3 separate regions of the Zea mays genome follow, and regions 1 and 2 are each linked to region 3. A link is a contact called in public Hi-C data. All regions are on one chromosome and are shown on one strand. The core of a region is the stretch at or near the end of the contact, and the rest is flanking DNA. Distances in the headings are between cores, read along the strand shown.

Region 1 (4,023 bases), core at 400-2,899, 120 kb after region 3:
CGAAGAGGGCCATCTTCGCCGTCCGTCGAGGATCCGGCCGCCCTGGCTCACGCACAACTAGCCGTTGCGCACGACGTCACGGTCCCATGTCCTATCACGATTCACGAGCTGCTTCCGGTGGCCCGTCGTGTGCCGCCGTTGCACTGGACACAAGCAACCAGGGCCAACGGCTAATAAGTACCCGAAAGTATTTGAAAACGAACCCAGCGGCCACTGCCGCCTCGCCTATAAATACGGCGTCGCGTGCGGCCTTCTCTCATCGCCAAGTTTTTTTAACTATACAATCCAGGAAGGAAGTCACTGTCACTTGGTGAGATCGATGGCCCGCGTCGCCGCCGTCCTCGTTGCTCTCCTCGCCCTCTTTGCCGTCGCGGCCACGGCGCAGGCCCCTGCCGCGTCGCCCAAGCGCGCCCCAGCCCCTGCGCCACCCAAGATGGCCCCTCTCCCGCCGCCGCCGACCAGGGCCCCCATGGCCTCCCCGCCCTCGCCTCCCACGATGTCGCCGGCGTCCGCCCCCTCCGCCGACGCTCCAGCCACGAGCCCCGCCGGTGCGGGATTTGGCGACGCGATGGCCCCGGCGGGAGCCTCCGCTCTGACTCCGGCCGCCGCGCCCGTCACGGAGAAGAGCACAGCCGCATCTGCCTCCGCCATCAGCTTCGTCGCCATCGCCGGCGCTGTGGCAGCCGCCGCCGTCGTGTTCTAGACATCCGGAAGTGGATCTGAGGAGCTGCAGCTGCACCTGAGCCGCTCTGCTGTTGTTGATAGATGCCCTCTGTTTGCTCTGTTTTACGATCCATTGTTTATTTATTTATTTGTTTGTTTGTCATTTAGAGGTCTGAGACAGAGATGAGGATGTGTAATCCTATCAATTTTCTGAACGGGAGTTGTTTCTATGCTCCGCAAGCAAACATATGACACTGCAAGCTGGTGTGTACCTTGTGGATGATGTTCTGTGCAAGGTGTGCCTCCTCGGCGACTTCCTTGGACGCGTGCTCCAGGAGCACGACCGCTGTCCTCAGCCTCCCGTTCTCGGGCAGCTGCTCGGCCACTTCCGACGACACCTTCTCTGCGACGGTGGCCGCGTCCTCGACGGCCTCCGCCACTACCTCCGCCGTGTCTTTCACCATATCCACCTCACCTGATGGCATCGGCGCAGAGTTAAATTTTGCATCGGTGCAGAGTTTCGCGGCGCGCGGTACAGGGCTCTTTGCTCTACTCTGAATCAGCAGGAACGACGCCCATCTGGAATGCAGCATTGGCGCTGCAGCAGCAAGAATAGAACCGACGGCCAGCCTTGCCCTGCAGTGCAGCAGAGGAATTAGGAGCCGCACCGGGACCCACTAATAACTGTACAACGGACAGAACAGTCGAGCAATCACAAGATGAAGAAAGGCGTCCGCTCCTTGTCCTGAGACTGATGCTGGCTCGGCCGAGCCGGCGGACGTCTCACGTCTCCCCCGTGGCTGGAGCCCGAGAATCCCGATCGGACCAACGCCTGGAAACGCGGTGGCGCCGCCGTCGCGGATCCGAGACGGGTGGTGGAGCGGAGCTTCTGGGAGTAGAGAGACCCGAACGACCTGACCAGGGACGACATGGCCGATTGCTGGAGGACAAAACAGTCAGCTCCTGATCGCTGGGTCCTTATGCACATCGATCAACAACGTGGAACGAGCGCGTATATGTACAACATGGACACCTCGCCACGCGCAACGGCGTGAGGATTGAAAGCGTGTCCATTCGTTAGCTTGCAAGGAATTGTTGGATGTGAAGTTAGGGTGAATGATCTGTGCACGTCAAAGGCAGTCGATTTCCGGATCAGATATAGCCTTGGGAAGGCAAAAGGGGATGCGGTGTCATGTGTGGATTGTGAGACGGATAGCAGACATGCTAGCATGCTGGTGCCGAAACCTGAAGCTTCCAAGCAACAACGTTCGGGTGGATATCCTTTTTCATTTTCTCAGTTAGTTCGGATCGACGTAACCCTATGACGACACGTGGCTTGTAAGTTTCGTATATCATCATAAACTTCCCGCTTTCTTTACCGATCAAGTATCAAGTGCACTCGAGTATGGCTCGCTGAACTAGCGATGACAACGTATAACACCCTAAAATTATATTTTAGGATTTATAAAAGTTTTTTAAAAGTTTTAAATTGAAATATCTTTTAATAAGTATCTTATTACCTTTCAAGTTACTTATCCCAAAGTAAATATATTTTCTAATAAAATATTACACCAAATGAGTTAATTTATCCACTTTTTGTTAAACTATATTTTTTAAAAAACAACATCTCTTAATGAAAGTTCTACACGAGGAGTTAATATTATTAGATAACCATTTCTATTCTCTAAGGGTTGCATATGAGGCATTTGACTAAATGAATAATTGGTATATAAGTAAAATCAACCATGCATTGCATGCGGAGCCTTTTTTGTTGATTGTGCATTTAATTGGGTGTTCAAACTATATTTGAAATAGGAGAAATGATAAAACAAGAAAAAGAAAACAGGAAAAAATGAAAATAAAAAATATATATAGAGAGAGACTACCTTGTCTGGGCCGAAACCTACATTCCGGCCCAGAACCGCATCACCAGTGCGATCCAGCAGTACTCCAGCCGCGCGTCTGCTGACTTGGAGACCCCACCGATCAGTCACTATCGTGCGCTGGCCAAATTCCTCTGCCTGGTGGGCCTCCTGCTTAGTCATCTGCGTGAGGTGCGCTCGAGCAGGTGGGGCCGTTAGGCCAGTTTCACAATTCGCTCGCATCACTGACTTCGCGACCCACCCGCCAATGTCTCACGCTTCACGTCTCTAGCTCGTGGGACCCGCACTTCAGCCACCCCATTCACCGCGCGAAAAAACAACAAGTTAGTGGTGTCCGGGGCCCATTTGCTAGTAGCTTCTTCCCCGTCAAGTCCGTCGCGAACAAAGTTGTTACAACTGCCCAAGATTCGCGCGGCTCACAAAATCTTCCTAGTTTCAGCCCGTGTGTCGACCCCTCGAGAATATAACATGGCCGCCTACCTCTCCTCTAGCCATTGCGGCCTCCACAGGACCCTAGAAAGCGACTGCATCCATTGTCAAGCGTATATATATATAGAGAGAGAGAGAATTGACGCCACCCCGATTATGTGCTCAGCCTCGCCATCAATTTGCTGCAGTATGTGGTCGAGGAGGTTCGTCAGGACTCGTGAAAGTTAGGGATGTCAGATGTCACCAATTCATCGGGTGTCGCTGCAGTGATGAGAGGATTCATCGCTGGAGCTCCAGGTAAGAACTTCTCCGTGTGATTCACATTGGTGTATGCATCGTGTGGCTGCCTTCGGATTATGGTTTATGGCCTTACACCGCTGAATGGCGTGGCTACGGCCATCCGTCTGCCATGGAGGCCGACAGCGCCGCCGTTCTCGGATGTCTGGGTGAGAAGATAACGCGCTGGCCGTCGACCACGGAACAAACGGCCCAAATTAGAAGAAGTGAACTGTTATGCTTGGTTAAAACTGAGCCATTGATCTGCGATCCATCGATCTGGATTGGATCTAGGTGTTTTTAAATCCAGGTCGCCAGTTGTGAGATGGAGGGCTAGGATTACATCAGAGCGTACCCCTTCGTAGATTAAATCTGAGCCATTGATCTCAGGATGGATGGCCCAGTCGCGAGGATACCACTTCGGTCGTGGATTTTTGCTAAAGAGTCCCCAAAGTCGGGGGGAAATAATCTGCAGTCCATCTCTAATCAAAGACTATTACCGTGAGGTCCAGAATTTTAGAAAATAGACCCTAAACTTATCTAGAATATGACCCACAACATAGATCTCAGTTTTTCTTATAAATTAATTGTTAAAAATGGTTTTAAATATAAAACTTAATATGAAATAACTTAGAAACTTCAGAAATTCATAACATCTCCATTTTAACTCTGATTTTAGTGGTTCTTGAACCTAAAATTTTGTAGCGACACGTGGAATGTTATTACACAATTTGTTCTCATGCTTGGTGTAATGTTATTTTTACCTATTATT
Region 2 (4,312 bases), core at 509-3,008, 100 kb before region 3:
GAACAAACCGCATAATAATAATCTACGCGATGCTACGAGATCGTGAGTTCGAGAACCACCAAATTCGGAGTTACGATTATAAAGGTACGATTTTCCGAAGATCTACGTGATTAAATATTAAACTATATTATAAATTGGTTAATATACATCATATGAGAAAATATACTCCAAATAATTAATTAAACTTTAACCTAGATTATAGTTTGATTAGAAATCATATTTTAGTCAATTATCGTCATGGATTAATTTAACTTTGGTTGGAAGGATAAATCTACTAATAATAGGCTAACCTCTATCTATTTATAAAGATATGTTTTATGGTACAAATAATGTCATCACTGCGTAGGTAATTTTATTACGAAGCTAACGCAACCAGAACAGAGTAAAACAAAGTTAAAACACGTAAATTATGAGTTTTCTAAGATTTCAAGAATTATTTTTATACTTGGGAATCAATTTCCATGTTTATTTTATTATTTCTGAACTGGATGGACTACGGGCGCTATTCCTTAAATCTTCAGGGTTTAACCCGTGAAAAATCTGGACCTAACCGTACTGATCTCTCCACATACCCAGACTGCGGGTTGATTTAAAAGAAAACCGAGGGCTCTTTTGTATTTGTTTCACGGCTGAAAGGGTGTCCTTGATTCCCAGCTGCCCGATCTAAAACCAACGACATGCATTAGATCCCGTAAAACCAGAACCGGTATGTGATACCTGCCCTTGGATCCGAGATCCACGGCCCGAAATTCCCCCCGCAACGACACCATCCGATCCACCCATTCGTCAATCTGCAGCACTGATTTAAAATGACAAAGTTCTCACATATCTAATCGTGGCCGTTCCCTGATAGACCAACGTCCCATAGCTTGTTTGAGCCTAGCCGCCGATCCCTAGATCAACGGATGCGACCACGCCACCAACCCCAACTGAACACGGTGGCACCGCAGGGCATACCCGCGGCGGAGCTTCGCTGCCGGCCACACGATCCGACGCCTAATCGCCCAACCTTGAAATTGATCGGTGCTAAACTTAGAGGGGAAGATGGCGAACATGCAGAGAGGGTTCATACCGCCCATCGGAGTGGTGTTGGTGCTGACCATGGCGTGGTGTGATTATGCGGCGGAGGGAGAACTCCAGTGATAAATTCCTAGACCACGACGCGACGATATCTACAATACTCGGGTATATACTATGCGTGGATGATAATGGGAGCCCAGAGGGGTTTCTCACCGAAGAATGACGGCGTGTGCACCCTTGTCCACGTGATGATGCGGCTGCGCCATGGCTCCTAGGCTCCGGTGAGCACTTCTTGGACTCCAGTCTCCCACCCGCCTGGTGAAGATGCGACTCACCAGAGGCGAGCACCGTTGACCGCCCTAGTTTGCCGTTGAGGGTCTCAACAATGGTGTGGCGTGATCATGTCGACGACGAACTCCCTCATGCCCTGACCGTGGAGATGGCCAGGAGGATAGGTTCGAGCTCAGTTTTATTGTCCGAGAAGGTAGAACTCCCCAGCAACGGGCAGCACGCGATGGATAGGGAGGGTGTAACCACCCACGGCGGTATCGGCATATGAGTACGTCAGCAGGAGCCGCGGAGGTTCTGTTATGAGGGAATTGTTGGGGAAGATGACCTAACAGCATGGTCCCATTTGCCCGCGACCAGGGTTCTCCAGCGCATACGAGGGTAGGGAGGCTAGCGATTGGGTCCATGGTGTCTGCTGGCGCGAGAGCGTAGAGGGATGGGCCGCGTGGTGGTGTTGGTCGTGGGCCCGCATGTCAGCCGGCGAGGGAAGCTGGACCGGTTTGATGGGCCAAGCAGGTGTGGATTAGGCCCACAATGCATGTTTTCTTTATCTTTTTCTTTTCTATTTCAATTTTGTCTCTCTTTCTAAATTTCCAAATTTGGTAGTTTGAATTCAAATTTGCTGGTGAGTTTCACAAATTAAGTGCACAAATAAAGTACTAGCATGAAGAATTATAATTGTTTATATACATATATATATATATATTTTTCATTGTAATGTATTTTCCATTTTTTATTTCATTCTCTTTTCTTATTTCTCTTTCCATTTTCAAATTCTATTTTTCGAACTTAAACTTGTCTCATAAATTTGAATACAAATACAAAAATACAAGAATCCAACATGGAATGCACATTTATGCATTTATTTATTTGTCATTTGACTACTTTAATTCCTTTAGTTGAATATGCACAAAGAAAATAAGATCAAGAAATCCCCAAAACACTAGCATATAAGTATATTTATTTATTTATCCTATTATCTTCCTCTTATACCAATTTTGGGCATTACATGTAGGCCTTATCCACGTGCAAGCTGTGCTCTGCTTTCGGCCTCCTCTCGGACACTCCCCTTCATCTTCACTATCGAACTTTTGATCAAAATGTCATGGGCCTCGTTCCCTCCAGTACATGGTGGCGGTCATACTACAATCACGGTTGGTGTGGTTTCACAAGACCCTCACCCCACTTGATAAAATTACAACGACTCGCGCAAGAGCTGAGGGGTTTGTATGGGTTTTTATAACCTCACTCAATCTACTAGGAACAACCTAGAGCAAGCACAATAGCGGTCTAAATAATCTAAGAATTTCACAAAGCACCTACGCTAATCATCGAGTGATTCTATTAAGAACTTAGGTGTTTGGAGATATGGAGATGTGCCTGACTTCACTTGGTATGTTGCTTGAGCTCCCACACCCCCAAACAGCAGGGTGGGGTGGTATATATAGTCCAAAGAAAAACTAGCCATTAGAAAGCAAGTTGCAGCTTTCTGTGTGTAAGCAAAATGGACCTCAAGCCATTTGGATAAGTGATTTTGGTGTTTGATGATCAACATAACCTGTGGATGAATGTGTTTGCTAGTGTTTATGTTTGTAGTTCACAGGATGCTAAAGTGATTTGGACTAAGGCATTGAGGAAGCAACACCTCAAAAGAAGACATTATGAAGACCATAAGTGAAGATCAACAAGTACCAAGTGTTGGAACTTGCTCTCTTGGGCAAGTTGATCCAACGGGGGGAATGAAAGCAACGTAAACAGGGTTTCAACTTGAGATGGAAATAGCTCTGTTAATCCAGCCTCTCAAGGGCACTGTACGAGGATATTTATAGGTGCCTGAGTGCCCAACGTCTCAGTGTAAGGACACATGTACCCTCAGGCACCTGGACTATCCCCGGAATATTCCCATAAAGGAGGGTTACAGACTGTCATTACAGAAAAGCTATTACAAATTGGGCCCGTAACACGCTTCTCCGTGCGGGGCCTGTTACAACGGGCCGAATCCCACGTGGGCCTCGAGGCCGAGTGAGGATGTGGGACGGGGCGATGTCGTCATAGGCCTTCGTCTCGTAGTGCAGAAGGCGAAGGGTGGACCTCGCCGGTTCTTCTGCTTCCGTTGGCGCAGCGAGAAAGACGAAGGCTGAAGCGAAGGGTAGCGTCTTCGCCCTCACCCCAACACCAAGCAAAGTCCAAGACATGACGAAAAGTGTTGTCACTGGCCGACCGTCCGGCCGAGAGCACCAGACTGTCCAGTGCCACACCACTGGACTGTTCGGTGCACCAAGGAACAGTAGCCTGACAGCTAGTTCTTGGTGGCACTGTGGAGGAAAGCCACTGGACTGTCCGGGGTGACATCGGAGTGTCCAGTGCAAGGCTGACAACACCAACGGTCACTTGCCAGACCCAATGGCTAGTGGCGCACTGGATATAGTACCGGACTGTCCCGTGCCTACCACCAGACTATTTGGTGTGCCACAGAGAGCAACATCTTTTTCCAACGACTATATTTGAGTTGGGGCCTATTATATGCTTCACCCAACCGGCCATTTGAAGCTTTGGGAGCCCAAGCAACATACCAAGGCATATTGTAGACATTTCTAAGTGCTCAAACACCCAAGTGCTTATTAGAATCACTGGAGGGAACGAGGCCCACGACGTTTCGACCGGAAGCTTGATAGTGGAGATGGCGGGGAGTGTCCGAGAGGAGCTAGAAGCGGAGCACCACTTGCGCGTGGAGAAGGCCCGCGGTTCTCTACGGAGTTACTCGACCTAGGTGCTTGGCCCTCGTGTAGGCTACCCTTTGCGTAAGGGCACCAACGAGGATTAGTCAGAACCTTGTGTGGTTCCGGATACCTCGATAAAAATACCGGTGTCATCCACGAGACTTTGCATCTCTACCTTGCTCTTTACCTTCCACGTTTATATTAAGTATTTAAGTTTCAATCTCACCTTTCTAATTAGATTATTTAGGATTGAAACTTAGGCTTTGCGGTAGAGATAACAACAC
Region 3 (4,089 bases), core at 1,578-4,077:
TCTCTAATTTTATGACTCACTTCTCTCTTCAAAACTATACCACGAATGTTTCTCTAGTAGACGAGATGTGAACAACTTACCGACATGGCGGCGGAGCACGAGCGGCAGCAGAACGAAGACGGCGGTGACGAGCAGCACAAACTCCCTCCCCGTCCACCACCGCGCACCAAACAGCTCCTGCAGCACCCCGGCTGCTCATCGCCTCCACTGACGCTCCTAGACATCACGTCCCCTGTGGCACGCGCGCGCACCACGTGCACACGTTATCACAATCTCGATTCGACCTGAATTCGTTCTCGATCGACGAAGTCGCTAGCTCACCGATGATGATGAGGTAGACGACGAGCGTGCCCGTGGTGGTGAGGACGACGAAGACGTTGAGCAATGCGGCGTCGGCGCGGCCGAAGGCGTTGCCCATGGTCCCCGCGTACGACGTGGCCGCCTCCTTGCCGCCACCGGCCGCCCACCCCGTGTACCGCAGCATGAACTCCACGGAGACGTCGGCGAGCGCGGCGACGGCGGCGATGAGGAGCGCCGCAGGGACCACCCCGAGCACCCGCATCGCTGCCGGGATCGACATGATGCTAGCATCGACGATGCTCGCTGCCAGGATCGACATGATGCCAGCGCCGACATCGGCGAGCGCGGCGACGGCGGCGATGAGGAGCGCCGTAGGGACCACCCCGAGCACCCGCATCGCTGTAGGGACCACCCCGACACCCCGAGCACACGTTGAACACGGCGTCCGAGACCGACGCCCCGCCGCCGTGCCGCCCACCCGCCGAGGACTCCGGCAACAGCGGCTCGTCTATCGCGCCGGCGCTGGACTCCGCGCGACAGAGAGGAGCGAGGCGAGGGAAGGGAGGAGAGAGGTGAGGGGAGAGAGAAGAGGGAATGGAGAGATAGAGGCGGCGGCTGCTGGGAGAGAAGCCTGCGCGCGACTGCTAGGTTTAGGTAGATGGGCCCATAGTGGGCCTTAGGGTTAGGGAGGATTTTCTTATTTTTTTATTTCGAAATGGATTTTTAAATTACTCAAAAATTCATAAAAAAATTACCAAATAAATAATAAACATTTGAATAAATTATTACGAATGCAAATAAATAATAAACATTTGAATAAAATTTATTACCCTATTTATCGTAATAACTAAATTCATTATTTTTAGTTGATGGCTTTTATAGTGTTACAACAACTCAGATATTGCATCATCTTCTGTAGGATGCTTGCTAAACTCATCATCATTGTTACCATGATTCACCACGCAATTTAGCGATCAATGTTTACTTGTTTTAATTAGTTTTTAGTCACTAACATCTATATGTACGTTCAGACTATAAGATTTGATAGTGATCCTTGCTCTATAGCGACCCACCGCTAGTCCCCGACGACATCTATAGCGACCAACCATAAGTTGTTAAATTTCTAGACTTTTAGCGACCAACCGACCGTTGCTACAAAAGGATTTAGCGACTGACCGTCGGTCCCTAACCTTTAGCAACCAACATTTGGTACCTAATAAGGGTCGCTAAAGATCAACCGTCGTGTAGTGATTTCATATGCAACCAAACAACATAATTCAGTAAAACTAAATCCAATTCCCAATTTCGTGCTCCAATATCCAAATCCAAACGAGGTATTAGAGAATATGCTTTTATTCTCAGTTACTCTCTCTAGGTTTTGTTTCGCTGCACTCGTGTTTAGTAATCCAGATATATCAAAGTGAATTGTCTAATGCTTCGTTTGGATGTCAATATTGGAGGGTATGGAATTGAATTGGTTTCAATACCAAATCAGTCGTGATATTGAAATGAGACGCAGTTCCAATTCTATTGTTTGGATGTCACTGTATTGGAGTTTGGAATTGGGTGGTTTAATTCCACGAAATATAGAGGTGTGATACTCTGAATTGGGTGGGAAAGTTTCTAGTTATAGTACAATACCACGGAATTGGCTCTCTGATTCCAAATTTCAATTTCATGTGCAACCAAACAACAAAATTCAGAAAACTGATTTCAATTCCCAATTCTATATACTAATATCTACATCCAAAAGGGATATAGTCAAACAAGTTGTCAAAGAAAATTGAAAGGGATTAAAAATGATTTTAATTTGTTGGGGGGTTGAAATCTCTTCCTCAATCCCTTCTCATCCCCACAAAACCAAAAGAAGGTTGTATTTGGGTAAAAAAATATTACTAGTTTCTCTACCCAAATACATATGGATTAGGATAGATTAAGGTGCAACCAAATAATATTTAATTCAAGCCGTACCCATAAATATGTTTAGGCGCACTGAGATCTCTTCCCGTTCCTTTCTTACCTTTATTTTTTTTTATTTTGAAAGTCTTGTGTGATCAAATTTTTTTTGGATTTTCCATCTTGAAGACATACTAGTATACGATAAGGGATTTTTTCGATGGGATAAGGGATATGATACAGTGAGAATCTACCTTCTTGCACGGTCCAAAGGTCACAATTACCATTTATGACCCACATAAAACAATCATTTAAACAGTTCCAAGTGCACACGCTACCTTATTAAGATTATATATATATATATATATATATATATATATATATATATATATATATATATATATATATATATATATATATATATATATATATATATATATATATATATATATATATATATATATATATATATATATATATATATATATAGCGCAGTCAAGAGCTGAGCAGCACATCAACCATGGACCACGCAAAAATGTAAGTTTGCTAATTCCCATACTAGGGCTAGCTAGCTACCCTAGTTGCAACCCAAGGATAGCGACGCATCGACAGTGCTACCTCTTGTGTTTTTTCCACGTCCGTATGGACCGCGTGACGCAGACGTGCAAAACCATTCGCTACAAGGGAATCCCGGCGCGCTCAGTGCCGGCCGTCGGCATCCATCGCCATTGCCATCCACCACCAGAAAAAGGAAAGGCTAAAAATAAAGTTGATGGCTGATGGTGGAAGATGGAGGGGGCAGATCGAGAAAAGGATGGTAGCATACATGATAGTGTGGCGTGTGCTGTGCCTTGAGAAGGAGAAAAGACGCGCCTTTTTCTCACCACCTTTTGATCCTCCTGCCTTGCGCCCCTAAAAGCTAGCCATAGCTTTTGTTCCCACGAAGAGAACAGAGAATAGAAAATTGCATGGAGAATCCAGTACAACGAACTAGGCCATATAAGGTATCGTTGGGTGTGTGTGTGCATGATTAGGGTTAGGGCCCTTATTAGCATCTGTTTACAACGGATGCTTTGGGCCTTTGGGGTGCATGATCTTGCTATATATATATATATATATATATATATATATATATATATATATATATATATATATATATATATATATATATATATATATATATATATATATATATATATATATATATATATATATATATATATATATATATATATATGCTTAATTATTGGGGACTCGTTCTTAAATGCTATAAATTGAGAATAAGGCAACACAAAAACAGGTTATTTGTTAATGCCCTTCGTCCTTCGGAACATTATTTCCCTAAAGATATAATGATCTTCGGACGAAGGTCATGAAGGACATACCTTCGTCATCTCAGCATATATGTATAAACATATCAAAGGCGAATGAGGCATGTAAAACATAAGGGATAATGTGAACAAACATATAATATCATCATACACGTTTCTTATTATATAATCATAAATGAATAATAACAATACTAAATTACATTTGTACCTTCGGCTTGACAGAAAATGAAAGTACAAGCGTGACGCAAAAATGAGTACAAGTCAGCGTGAACAGTACGGGGGTACTGTTAATCTATTTATAGGCACGGGACACAGCCCGTGTAAAATTACATCCATGCCCTTCACATTTGCTAATGACTTTGAGGTAGTCCACCGAGGTCTAAATAGTCTTTTCCCTTTTAAGTTGGTTCCCTTTTTGCCGTTATGCCGAAGCTCCCTTGCGCGTAGCTTCGGCGCTGCGTCAACCTTCGTATTGTTCGTGCTTTTCACACTGCGTGGTTCTGATCCGAGTCCGAAGGCACCTGTTCATATATTACACTCGGGAAATATTGTTAAATCATGT

The links. Hi-C and Micro-C count contacts between places; a contact is called where the count stands out from the background.
Region 1: a contact with region 3 is called in a Hi-C map of bundle sheath, with 4 times the contacts expected there. The contact joins the promoter of LOC100278970 here to the enhancer-like site in region 3. A contact is called at or near these places in 6 of 25 Hi-C or Micro-C datasets (bundle sheath, ear, endosperm and 2 more).
Region 2: a Hi-C map of leaf mesophyll shows a contact between it and region 3, with 2.2 times the contacts expected there. The contact joins two enhancer-like sites. A contact is called at or near these places in 4 of 25 Hi-C or Micro-C datasets (bundle sheath, leaf and leaf mesophyll).

Annotation. Positions count from the first base shown.
Region 1 is chr1:143,345,404-143,349,426 of Zm-B73-REFERENCE-NAM-5.0, reverse strand. It overlaps LOC100278970, which reads right to left and starts at 1,649. Exons shown (of 4, transcript NM_001152063.2): 1 at 1,380-1,649; 2 at 1,217-1,299; 3 at 936-1,138. The coding sequence starts at 1,594. LOC100274631 reads left to right here and starts at 259. Exons shown (of 1, transcript NM_001365149.1): 1 at 259-924. The coding sequence starts at 320. The coding sequence ends at 703.
Region 2 is chr1:143,570,932-143,575,243 of Zm-B73-REFERENCE-NAM-5.0, reverse strand. No RefSeq gene overlaps it. Among protein-coding and RNA genes, the nearest start is that of LOC100381809, 17 kb to the left of the region's middle. Within about 2 kb of position 1,758, at least 17 of the 20 cell types and tissues checked have an H3K27ac peak or open chromatin away from gene starts, as enhancers often do. A contact at or near this core is called in bundle sheath, leaf and leaf mesophyll, where this site is marked.
Region 3 is chr1:143,471,394-143,475,482 of Zm-B73-REFERENCE-NAM-5.0, reverse strand. No RefSeq gene overlaps it. Among protein-coding and RNA genes, the nearest start is that of LOC111590744, 2.1 kb to the left of the region's middle. Within about 2 kb of position 2,827, at least 15 of the 20 cell types and tissues checked have an H3K27ac peak or open chromatin away from gene starts, as enhancers often do. A contact at or near this core is called in bundle sheath, ear, leaf and 2 more, where this site is marked.